Linked DNA regions of Mus musculus: region 2 is linked to region 1. Evidence: chromatin contacts called from public Hi-C data. All regions are on one chromosome and are shown on one strand. Each heading gives the region's core, a stretch centred on a gene start, on an enhancer-like site or on the middle of the called end of the contact. The rest is flanking DNA. Distances are from core to core; before and after follow the strand shown. Region 1 has its middle 21 kb from the start of AU020206. Region 2 overlaps Gm51489 (a long non-coding RNA gene).

Region 1 (2,700 bases), core at 33-2,532:
TTCTTAACATGTCCCTTGCTGCTGTGAAACTTTTACTGTCTGGGCAACACTGATATTCTGGACAGGTGTCAAGTGTGTCATTTTGTTGTTAAAAAAAAAAAAAAAAAAAACTTGGAGGGGGGGAGACAGCATGAGGGAAGAGTAGTCAGGGTAGTCACAGTGTTGGGTGTGAGCTCTGTGCTGGCCTCTTCTCCCTAAGAAAAGTGACATGCTGGTAGAATCCTGGAGCCCCAGCACTTGCAGGAGTAACATTCCCATCTCCCACAGACAAAGGCCATACAGTCAAAGGCTGCGCTCTGGTGCCAAGGGACCCTGGCTCTTCCTCTGTCCACCACTGTCAGGCCTGGCAATCAGCCTCAAGGCTCTGCACGAATGTCATAGGTTGCTGGTGCCAACCCATGCCTCTGGATGCTTCTCTCCACACGAGCCGCTGCCAGCTTTGGACACCAGAGCACAGGTGACGCTGGAGAACTTCATTTCCCTGCCTAGAGTTAAGGACAACTTGAGCTGCTGCCGCCCGGGGCTGGAGCTGTCAGCTTCTGGCCCAGGCAGGAGGAACCATGCAGTGTGTGGGATAAAAAAGAGAGAGAAGATGAAAGCCCACACTGCCCTCACAGCCTGGCTAGGCATGAACCACCACTGTAAGCTCTGAGCAAATTCTTATGAAAAGACTGCTTGAGACAGGGTCTCTTTCAGCATCTTCTGTGGTGGCCCCTGAAGACTGAACCACAGGCACAAGCCACTTCTCTCAGCTTCAAGGCTCTGAGCTCACACCTCTTGCCCTGCCTGCACCACACACATCACACACAGCCTGACACAGCTGTGGTCTAGAATGAAAGGAGAAGCAGGGCTTGGTAATGCACAGATTTCCAATTCAGGTTAGCAAACGTTCCTGCCTGCAAGGGGAGCAAGGCAAGCTAACACTCATCCCTGAGCTCACAGGGCAGGGCATTCGCACTTCCAGGACCTATAACACAAACAGGTGGACAGCCTAGCTTCCATCTGCTACTGCGTCAAGATCAGCTGTGCTGTGCTAGCCTCTCCTGGGCATGCCCATGACATCATACCCCATATAGATCAGTGAGGACACAAGTGAGTTCTCCACACCGGCTCACCTCCCCAGCTTGCCTGCACACAAAGTTAGGAAGGAAGGGAGTAAGAAATGCCTTAGAATGGGCAAAAGAGCACAGACTTTGTTTTTTCCACACAGGGCTTCACTGTGCAGCTCAGGCAAGCCTCAAACATGCAATCCTCAGCCTGTAGCTACTGAGATAACAGGCATGTGAAACCACACCCAGCTCTACCCCAACCCTATGCACTCAGCACCTGACAACCCCACATTAGCCTCCATAATTGATAACCAAGTTTCAGGCTGACAATAGTGGGAACTGGGAGTTTCACACACAGATGGACACCATCAAGACTGGTACTTTCTCCACTATAGAAGGGAAATCCTGGAACAGTTCAGAACATGGACTTCGCCCAGTCTTTCCCAGGACAGCAGCTCTGCCTTCTCGGGGACAGAACATGGCAGGAGAAAAAAGCTTAAGGTCTCTGAAATCCAAGCAAGGATAAAGCAATATTACAAAGGACCCAGCAGGGAGTCCTGGTCAGAAAGGGGCCAACGGGTCAGTGCCAAGTGACCGAGCCATGCTGTGCTTACAAATTTTTAAAGAAAGACCGGGCACGGTGGTACACACCTTTAATTCCAACACTAGACACTGAGGGAGGTGGAGGTCTGTGAGTTCGAGGCCATCCTGGTCTACAAACTGAGTGCGGGAAAGGCAAGGGCTCTGATACACAGAGGAACTCTGTCTCAAGAAAAAAAAAGAAGGAAAAAAAAGGAAAGAAAGAAAAAATGAAGAGGGTGTAGAGAGATGGCTCAGTGGCTAAGAGCAATGTCTGCTCTTCCAGAGGTCCTGAGTTCAGTTCCCAGCAACCACATGGTGGATCACAACCATCTATACTGGGATGGGATGCCCTCTTCTGGCATGGAGGTGTACATGCATACAGAGAAATCAATAAGCATAAAATAAGGAAATAAATCTTTGAAAATAAACAAATGAGAACGTAACAGGTTCATTGCTAATTCTTCACGAGTGGCCTCGTCCTTTGCTCCCCTTGCCCCGCCCACCGTCCCTCCTGCTGCTCCACCCTCTCCTTCAGGTGCTGGCCCACACACACACACAGGGAAAAGTAACTGTGGAAGGAAGATCTAACACTGGCTTTCTCTCCACTCCCCACCCCCAGTGCCACCATTCCTGGGCATTTCATGTACAAGTCTTAATCCTGAGACCCAAGTACAACCTGTTTTGGTCAGGACCTGTGAGGATACACTGCAGCAGCCAACGCCCCTCAGATGGTAGTGTCTTGGCAGAAACACACACTTGTGGTAAGCTTCATCTTACTGACACCACTTTTGGGTCACTCCCAGAGACCCAAAGAACTGTCACCATGCCACCAGTCACTGGGTCAGAGGGAAAACCCGTCCATGGCACTGCTGATTAAGAGTCTGCCCTGGAAGGACACACATTTCATTCTTAGCTCAGGGGCCAAAACCAGTCCCACAGCTTCCCTGGCCAGAGAAAGGCAGGAGTAATCTGTCATATGCCCCAGTAGTCCTGTAACTCAGATGAGAGCCTGCAGTGCAGATAGAAATGCTGGCAGGCAGCCCTGTGTGCTAACCCATCTAACCCCGGG
Region 2 (2,700 bases), core at 86-2,585, 67 kb after region 1:
CCAAGAGAGAGTCTTTAGTATATGAGTCTGACCCAGATTGCAAGCCTTTCCTGGTTAGGAGTGTGATGATCCAGTCTAGGGGCTTGAGAAGCTTGATAAACACACACACACACACACACACACACACACACACACACACACACAACATACACACACACACACACACACACACACACACCGTACACACACACCATACACACACACACACACACACACACACACACACACACACACACACACACACATATATGTATGCATAAGCTGGGATTATCAAGCTTTGGTGTTACATGACATGATTGGGGAGGCGGTGAAGGAATGCTATCTTTCAAACCTGATAACATTTGTTTAGACAGCAGGGTGGACTGCGCAGCTGGACAGGGGCCTTCCTGACCTGGGAAAAAGAAACTCACTCCATTATCAGAGGCTGGTGCATTTTTGCAAACTGGTCTCAGCTGTCTGGGAACACTTAATTGCCTCTTTCTCATAGTCCAAGAGTGGGCTTTTTATCACTTCAAGGATATTGGCTCCTGCTTCCTTCAAGGGCAGGAGCCATCTGTACCACAGAAATGCTGATTTTTACTCACGGGAGGGAAGGGGGTGCTGTCATGAAAGAGGGATTGTAATATTCGGGGACCAGGCCGTGCTCCCATTTGTCGGCCCTCTCCAAGGGCCCGAGGCATCTATGCTGGGAAAAAGGTGTGTTTGTGTGTGTGTGTGTGTGTGTGTGTGTGTGTGTGTTTGTGTGGAGGGGAAGTAGTGCTAACTGCTCTGTCTCCATGCAGGGACAGGAGAGTACTGGATTTCATGAGCAGAAATGGGTGTATGTGTGTGTCTCTGTGTCTCTTTAAAATCAAATAACGTGTCCCAATTTGCAATCATAAATTCTTATCAATTTTCAAAATTAAAATAAAATTGAACATTAATCCTCTTACAAGTCAAGAACCTAGTGTGGTCCAGTAAATAGAATACTAACAACAAGAACAAGAAGAGGCAAGCCAAGGATGACTCAGCAGGTCAAGGCACCTGCCACCAAGTCAGATAAGCTGAGGTTCAAGGCCAGGATTCCCTTGGTAGAAGGAGAGAACCAGTTCCCTCAAGTTGTCCTCTATCTTCTACATATGTTTGTGACTCATGCACAATGATACTTAGTAACATTTAAAAACAAAGGGGGGGGGGGCAGGGCTGGAGAGATGCCTTAGCAGTTAAGAGCACTGGCTGCTCTTCCAGAGGTCCTGAGTTCAATTTCAAACAACCACGTGGTGGCTCACAACCATCTGTCCTGGGATCTGATGCCCTCTTCTGGTGTGTCTGAAGATAGTTACAGTGTACTCATATACATAAAATAAATGAACAAAACCAAACCAATCCACTTGTCTTAGAACCTAAAGTAACTTCTAAATGACTCGGATCCTCCGCACCTCAAAATTCAAGAGGAGAGGCCATGCGTGCACGGTCCAGAGCAGCCTGCAGGAGAAAATGGTATCTGTTCTCACCCGCTGTTCTGCAGTATCTCAGCAGCTCTCTCATGGACTTTGTGCCCTCCAGGATCAAAATGGTAAAAGGCTGCTACTTCCTGTTCCCCCGCCAGAGGGCAGTGAATGAAGAGAAACCGTAAGCCATGGAGCCCTTAGTGAAGAGAGTGCCTGGTAAAATGGCTCAACGGGGAAAGGTGCTCACCTCGCAAGCTGAGTGAACGGGCCTCCATCCCTGGAACTCACAGAAAGAGGGAAAGCAAGCAAGCAAGCAAGCAAGCAAGCAAGCAAGCAAGCAAGCAAGCAAGAACCCCCGCAGAGTTTCCTCTCATCTCTGCACGCACACCATGGGATGAGTGCCCACACATGAGGGAATCATGCACACACAGAGAACAATGTTTGGTTAATTAATAATTTAAAGTAGTTTCTTCACTGAAATTAAGACTCAGATTTTGGCAGTGTTTTGCAAGGTATGGAGCCTGGAAGAGAGACAGCTGTGAAGGACAGTCCCAACAAAGAGCATGATGTTCACCAGGACATGCTAGAAAGATGTCAGGCCCGGCTCAGAAATGCTTGGTACAAAATGGAGAGTGATTCGAAGTAGAAACTGTTAAAAAAAATGGTTTTCCTTTTTTTGTTTTGTTTTGTTTTTTCAAGACAGGGTTTCTCTGTGTAGCCCTGGTTGTCCTGGAACTCACCAGGCTGGCCTTGAACTCTGAAATCCTCCTGCCTTTGCCTCCCAAGTCCTGGGATTAAAGGCGTGCGTCACCACTGGCTGGCAAAATATTTTCAATAAGTAGAAAGAGCGTCCTCTGGCCACTTTCCCTCACTACACACAGACCTGAGGAAGTCACTTCTCTGGGCAAGCAGCTGAATAACATGACTCTTTTGAGCAGTGGTGGCTCAAACATTTTTTTTTTTAAGATTTATTTATTTATTATATGTAAGTACACTGTAGCTGTCTTCAAACACTCCAGAAGAGGGAGTCAGATCTCGTTACGGATGGTTGTGAGCCACCATGTGGTTGCTGGGATTTGAACTCCGGACCAGCAGTCGGGTGCTCTTACCCGCTGAGCCATCTCTCGAGCCCCATGGTTCAAATTTTTAATCTCAGCACTTGGGAGGCAGAGGCAGGCGGATCTCTGAGTTTGAGGTCAGCCTGGTCTATAGCGTGAGTTCCAGGACAGCCAAGGCTACACAGAACCCAGTCTCGAAAAATAAAAACAAA

Evidence for each region. Hi-C and Micro-C count contacts between places; a contact is called where the count stands out from the background.
Region 2: a Hi-C map of erythroblasts shows a contact between it and region 1, with 1.8 times the contacts expected there. The contact joins two enhancer-like sites. A contact is called at or near these places in 12 of 39 promoter capture datasets (the 3T3-L1 cell line, the C10 cell line, cranial neural crest and 7 more), 4 of 15 datasets of contacts at CTCF or cohesin (CD8 T cells, the G1E-ER4 cell line, large pre-B cells and 1 more), 28 of 484 Hi-C or Micro-C datasets (8-cell embryo, B cells, CD8 T cells and 18 more), 12 of 115 datasets of contacts at active chromatin or transcription factors (the 230-238 cell line, CD8 T cells, differentiating embryonic stem cells and 3 more) and 1 of 9 other capture datasets (embryonic stem cells).

What each region holds. Positions count from the first base shown.
Region 1 is chr7:75,759,844-75,762,543 of GRCm38.p6, forward strand. No RefSeq gene overlaps it. Among named protein-coding and RNA genes, the nearest start is that of AU020206, 21 kb to the right of the region's middle. Within about 2 kb of position 1,283, at least 28 of the 459 cell types and tissues checked have an H3K27ac peak or open chromatin away from gene starts, as enhancers often do. A contact at or near this core is called in CD8 T cells, the G1E-ER4 cell line and erythroblasts, where this site is marked.
Region 2 is chr7:75,826,511-75,829,210 of GRCm38.p6, forward strand. All of the region lies in intron 1 of Gm51489 (a long non-coding RNA gene), which reads left to right. Among named protein-coding and RNA genes, the nearest start is that of Gm51489, 5.3 kb to the left of the region's middle. Within about 2 kb of position 1,336, at least 39 of the 459 cell types and tissues checked have an H3K27ac peak or open chromatin away from gene starts, as enhancers often do. A contact at or near this core is called in CD8 T cells, the G1E-ER4 cell line and erythroblasts, where this site is marked.